Regions from separate parts of the Mus musculus genome. Here region 1 is linked to region 2. The links are chromatin contacts, called in public HiChIP or PLAC-seq maps. All regions are on one chromosome and are shown on one strand. The core of a region is the stretch at or near the end of the contact, and the rest is flanking DNA. Distances in the headings are between cores, read along the strand shown.

Region 1 (3,182 bases), core at 137-2,636, 50 kb after region 2:
GAGATGCTCTCCCAGAGGTCCTGAATTCAATTCCCAGCAACCACATGGTGGCTCACAACCATCTGTAATGGGATCTGATGTCCTCTTCTGGTGTGTCTGAAGACAGGTACAGTGTACTCATATAAATAAAATAAATAAATATATCTTTAAAAAAAATCAAATCTAAAGAGAATGTGTAAAGCAAATAGGCTGGTTACTTCAAATGTCCACATACACCCATACGAGTGCTTTTATTCTCTTCTCTTAGTGCCTTTAAGGATAAAACAAGGCAGGGGGCTCCTGCTGTACATTACCCACTGAGCTCTGGGGAGAATCTGTATGGCCCAGGTTCAGGAGGTCCAGCAATGTGAGCACTCTGTAGAACTGGGAGCGAGAGCAGTGGTGCGTGCCTTCCTAATGTCTACACTCAGGAGCCAAGGGCAGACAAAATGGGGCTCAAGTCAGTAGACAGGGCAGACCAGGCTCCAAGCAGGGTTCCCTTCAATCAGTATGAAAACCAGGTTGCAGGTAAATCTATAAAATGCACCATTTCTCTGCTAAAACTGGAGGGGTGTGTGTGATACAAAGCCTTCGGGACAGGAGCTGCTAGCAATAGTAAACTGAGCGCAATCACACACAAGGGAGGCAAGGCACTAGGAGGTGGCTTAATTTTATATATTAATATAAATATAATAGAATGTTAGGTAAGCAGTCTATTCTATCCAGCCCAGCCCAGCCCCTGGACTTCTGATCCTCCTGCTTCCACCTCCAGAGTGCTAGGATTACAGGCTTGTGCAACCACACCGAGTATATATGGTGCTGTAGCCCGAGCTTGGGGCCTCGGGCATCCCCAGCTCAAAGATCACTCTTGGATTTTGGAGAAAATAAATTTTCTTCTACTTCCAAAGAAATTTGTTCAGACAACTCTACTTGTCCCGTGATGTTTACACATCTGTCTCCTTCACCATAATCCAGATTTGTGTTTTCAAAAATCCAGGTCCTACGCGCATGGCTTGTGTGATCAACACACACTTGTTGAGAAAAAAAATGAGTGAGTGAGTGAATGAATGAATGAAGATGGAAGGTGGATATAGGTAAATGAACTAATAAACGTCGTGGGGAAAGGACAGCAGATAGAAATCGTCGAGGTCTCCGGGATGTTGGAGGGGCTCCCCTGAGGTCCCTTCAGAACTTACAGGTACTCCCGGCCGCAGCTCTGTGCGTGCGGGCAACCTGCGAGTCAGGCCGGCCACTGCGGCACGAACCCGCGTCCCCTCCACCAATTCCTCCCCCACCTCCAACCCTCACCTAGTCTCCAGGTAGACGTTGGGCGGCTGCCAGGTGTCTGGGGGAATCGCCGCCATGCTGAGCGAAGGTATCCCCCCCGCTAGCAATCACTACTTCCGGCGGAGTTAACCCGGGACCCGCCCCTGGGCACACACTTCCGGTTCCCGCCGATCCGCCCGTTTGCTTGACAGGATTTAGGGCGCTGGGACAAGAATGACGAAGGATCCTTCTTTCTAGGCTGGGAAGAGGGTTGCAAGTCGAAATGCTCAGTGCAGGAACTCAGACAAGTGCAAGATTCTCCAGGGGCGATTCGCGCCACGCTCCGGAACAGTGATTGGTCTGTTTTGGCGCGGAAGGCGGGAACAACCTTCTTCACTCTGATTGGAGGGCTGGAGAATTTCCTAGTTCCCAGACTTGGGTGATGCCCCTGGCTGGCTTTGAACTCAAAAAGATCTGCCTGCTTCTGTCTGCCGAGTGCTGGGATTTAAGGCGTGCACCACCACGCCCAGCGTCTATTCCTTAAAGCAATCCTGTGGATGACAGGAGTCCCGTTTTTCAGCGGAGAAAACTGAGACTCCGCCGTTAAGTGCCACATGGCAAATCTGATCCCACAGACTCCAAAAGCAAAGAGCATGTGGAAAGAGGAAAAGGCTGGGAAGAGAGACAAAGCTTAAAATGACTGTCCCAGGAGATAGTGGTGCACGCCCCCAGCGCTGGAGCGGCAGAGGCAGGGGGATCTCAGAGTTCAAGGCCTGTACAAGGTCTCTTCTACAGAGCGAGTTTCAGGATAGCTAGGACTACTCAGAGAGGTATCCTTGGAGCTGGAAATGCAGGCCAGTTAGTAGACGGCTTGCCTAACAGGGCTTAGTGGGTAAAGTACTTGAATTTAGGTCCCTAGGACCCATGCAAATGCCAGGTAGATATGCACTTGCGGCCTCAGCAACCGGGAAAGCAGAGACCATGGGGAAGAATCCAGGGAGCTGGCTAGCCATCCAGTCTAGCCCAAATAGCTCTCTCCAAGTTCAGTGAGCCACGAGGGAAATGTATATTTTATATTGAACATCCCATAATTAACAACAAAGAAGTAGGAAAATATTTACAAGACTTCCTGAGTTCTAAGATGCATCTACCCTCCCACCCACCCACTTCCTGCACAGCAAAGCAAAAATTGAGCAAATGCTTACTCTTAACAACCTACGGCTCTTCAGAAAATTGAGCAATGCATATTAAAGAGAAGCAATCTGAACCGTAGTGTGCAAGGTACTTACTTACAGGCCAACAGAGCTGTGGGTGAACACTCTGGGGAGGCTCTCCCATTAAAGATCAGATAAATAAAAAAGACTTTAATTTTTTATTTATTTTGTGTGTGTGTGTGTGTGTGTGTATCTGGGTTTGTATGGGCACACAGGAGCCCACAGAGGCCAGAAGAGTGTGTCAGATCCCCCAGAACTGGAATTACATGCAGGCTCTAGCTGGCATATGGAGGTTAGGAACAGAGCACCTGAACCATTTCTCCATCCCTAAGAATGACATTTTTCATGATTAAGGAAAATTATTTTTAAAAACAGTCTCTTGGACCGGAAAGGTGGCTCAGAGGGTAAAGTTACCTGCTTCCAAACCTGAAGACCTGAATTCAACCTGGGACCCATACAGCAGAAGAAAAAAACTTCTCATAAGACACACAAATACACACACACACACAGAGAGACACACATATACACAGAGAAGAGAAGCGGCAGGGGCTCTAGCTCAGTGAGAGCTTAGTTGCCCAGCATGTCAGAAGCACACACTAAACCATCAAAAGCAGCTAACTTCCACAGCCTAAAATTATAGATTTTATCTTATCTTTTTTAGGGGTACTTTTTTTTTTTTTTTTTTTTTTTTTTTTTTTTTTTTTTTGGTTTTCGAGACAGGGT
Region 2 (3,134 bases), core at 492-2,991:
CTGCCTCCTACAGGCGTGAAAACGTCTCTCCTGGCTTCCTCTCTGATCCCTAGATCCCTCCCTCCCTCCCTTTCCAGGCATGAGCTCCAGGGGTAGATGGTGTCATATCTGAGTGACCCTGTGTGGTCTATCTTGCCTTTAGCCTTTGTCTGCCCCACCCTCCACCCCCGACCAGGCAGTGGGCTGTTATTGCTATGGTGAAAGGTCATGGCCAAAACAACTCAGGGAGGAAGTCAGACAGGAACTCAAGCAGGGCAGGAACCTAAAGGCAGGAGCTAATGCGGAGACCACGGAGGAGTGCTGCTTGCTCCTCTTTCAGAGTCTTCTTTGACTAAGCTACTCTGCAAACTGCAGGCAAGAAGTGCGCTCAGTGCCCAGAGTGGGTTACTAATGAGCCTCCGTAGACAAGTGCACACTGCAGCCAGCTCCTACCCAACCTGCATAAACATATGTGTGAGTTCAGTGTCTGCAATTCGTGACTGGCTCCCACCTGGCCAGCGTCGCCACACTGAATCTACCCATACACTTATGTCCGAGTCACTGTGTGCCTGGCTGGGTGCTGTCTTTGCTGTCTCATTGGGGTGTGACAAATTAAATGGATGTTTGCTCATTTCATGTTTGTGTGAGTATATTCACACAAACATGAAATGAGTAAAATAAATGAGCATATATATATGCTTTAACAGGTGCTTAAAAATATATACTTACCCCGGGCGGTGGTGGCGCATGCCTTTAATCCCAGCACTTGGGAGGCAGAGGCAGGTGGATTTCTGAATTCGAGGCCAGCCTGGTCTACAGAGTGAGTTCCAGGACAGCCAGGGAAGGCTACACAGAGAAACCCTGTCTCGAAAAAACAAAACAAAACAAAACAAAACAAAACAAAAACCAACAAAAAAACCAAAAGAACAAACAAAAAACCCACATCCCTTCTAGGTAGCAGTGGCACATGCCTTTGATCATGCCAGGGAGGCAGAGTAAGGCAGATCTTTGTGAGTTTGAGGACAGTCTGGTCCACAGAGCAAGTTCCAGAACAGCCAGAGCTACAAAGAGAAACCCTGTCTCAAAAACATATATATATATATATATCCACGCTCAGCCATCCCACAGGCCAGTTAAAGTCGAATCGATGTGCATGGGGCCCAAACAACTGTACATCCTCCCGGGAGGGTCTCTAGATACAGCTAATAAGCAGATGAGGTTGAGAGCCGCTAATGAATGAGGACTGGGCCGGGGGGGGGGGGGGGGGGGGGAGAAAACTAACATTTACCCAGCTTCTCCCGTTCATTGATCAACGGGATCATTAAGCTATCTCGTTTAATTCTTTAAAAATTCTGAGGGCTGTTACCGGCTCATGAACACGGAAATAAGTCAGCAAGGTTAGGTAACCTGCCCACAGCCACAGAGCGAGAAACTCAGGATATTTTTTGTACCTCACCTGACTGGAGGGAGGAGCCACCTAAGCAAATGAAAATCAGAGAAGGTGGATTATTTTCCAAGGACTGAGGACAGCCCTGCTGTGTGCAAGCAATGGGTTCGGGGTGGGGGTGGGGGTAGGGGAACACCACACTCTAGCCTCAATAAAACCCAGCTCCTGTCTCTCCTATAAATTCCATAACAACGTCACAAACATGCAACCCTTTGCAAAGGATTTCCTACAAGCTCCCCGCCCCTTCTAAGTAAACCTCCCGGCTTCAGACAAAAGGAAAATTTCCCCTAATGGCTTCTTTGCGGGAGTCCTGCAGGTAAACACTTATGTCTTAGAGAATTCTCTGGAAAGATCAGACTTCCTGCTGTTCTCCTTCAATGCCTCTAGCCTGAAGCATTCCCCTACCAGGGCTGACAGACAACCCCACTTCCACGGCCCACCCCCAGCCCACAGTCCACGGACACCCCCCCCTTGCCCGGCAGGGAGGATGACAGTGGCTGCTTTGAAAATGGCACTTGACGCTTCAACAAGGGGGGAATTCCCTGGAGACTGCTTTCTGCTGCAGAAGGAGACGGGGGTTCCCCTGGAAACAGGATGGGAGGGGGGGCTCCGAAGGTCCCTGGAAAGTGGAGGGGCTTGAAGGATTGCTGGGATTCGGGCATAATTAACATATGTACATTGCAACTGTGAAATCAACAGCCCAGGGGCCTGCTAAGGAAGCTTTTTCATTAGTTGGACTAATAACAGCAAGGGGTGTGTGTGTGTGTGTGTGTGTGTGTGCTGAAACACAGATTTTAAAATTCTAAGAGGCCACTGGGTGCCTGTCAGGCTCAATGCATACTCTGGCTAATGAAGGCAAGAATACAATAAATGATGGATAATGGTGTGTGTTGGGGGGGGGTGTCAACCTGGACGCTGTATTATTTCACATAGAACTGCAGAGTTCTCCAGACAGAGTGGCCTTGGGGAGATGAAGTATGAGCAGCAAAGCCTGCCTGCAGTCTAACTGCTGTGTGCATCCCATTCCATCCTTCCATCCTAGGGGAGCAGGGAGGAGGCCAGGCCCCTCACCATCTCAACCTGGAGCCCGGACACTTCCTCAGAATCACCTGTCCACCACGCTAGTCCATTCGGAACCACTGCTTGGTCTAAGCTCTGGGCTCTGAGACAAGAGAGAGGGTCTCTCCTGTAGCATGTGCACCATGAACCCTAAGCAAGCCCCACACAAGCACAGGGGTCCAAATGCACCTTGGCTGTGCTGAGCCAGGAAATCAGTACATGAAATAGATGCAGAAAAGCTAGAGAACCTTCCCAGGCTACTCCGAGAGGGGTGAGCAATGTCGGGGAGGGGGCTCCCTGACCTCAGGACTGGGATGCCTCCTGGGGAGAGAATCAAAAGCATAAGCCAAAAGACGCCCCGGAAAGAAGAGCAGTTACCCTCTGAAAGGCTTTGTCCCTAGCAACAGACCCAGTGAAGCTTTTCGAGGAAGCCGCTCCCATGAGCTCCCATGACTAAGCCCCGAGAACACCAATTAAGCGGCATTAACTTCAGATCATCCTGACCAGTAGACCCTCAAAGGGAGGCAAGCCTTGAAACTGCTTTGGGGACTGAATTAAGTGGTTCCCAGGGGGCTCCGCTATACAGAAGAATTGGTATTTCTGGGAACAGGTGAGCCCTCATGCTCACGTGTCCTCATCAGAGCTCGTC

Evidence for each region. HiChIP or PLAC-seq counts read pairs in DNA pulled down with a chosen protein or histone mark.
Region 1: an H3K27ac HiChIP or PLAC-seq map of embryonic stem cells shows a contact between it and region 2, with 8 read pairs. The contact joins the promoter of Ppil1 here to the enhancer-like site in region 2. A contact is called at or near these places in 2 of 39 promoter capture datasets (embryonic stem cells and macrophages), 1 of 15 datasets of contacts at CTCF or cohesin (the NIH/3T3 cell line), 1 of 484 Hi-C or Micro-C datasets (female germline stem cells), 5 of 115 datasets of contacts at active chromatin or transcription factors (the SCID.adh cell line, bone marrow-derived macrophages and embryonic stem cells) and 3 of 9 other capture datasets (adipose tissue, liver and pancreatic islet).

What each region holds. Positions count from the first base shown.
Region 1 is chr17:29,262,585-29,265,766 of GRCm38.p6, forward strand. Ppil1 (peptidylprolyl isomerase (cyclophilin)-like 1) reads right to left here and starts at 1,387. Exons shown (of 4, transcript NM_026845.4): 1 at 1,288-1,387. The coding sequence starts at 1,343.
Region 2 is chr17:29,211,865-29,214,998 of GRCm38.p6, forward strand. The region is part of intron 3 of Cpne5 (copine V); the gene reads right to left. Among named protein-coding and RNA genes, the nearest start is that of Cpne5, 24 kb to the right of the region's middle. Within about 2 kb of position 1,742, at least 17 of the 459 cell types and tissues checked have an H3K27ac peak or open chromatin away from gene starts, as enhancers often do. A contact at or near this core is called in embryonic stem cells, where this site is marked.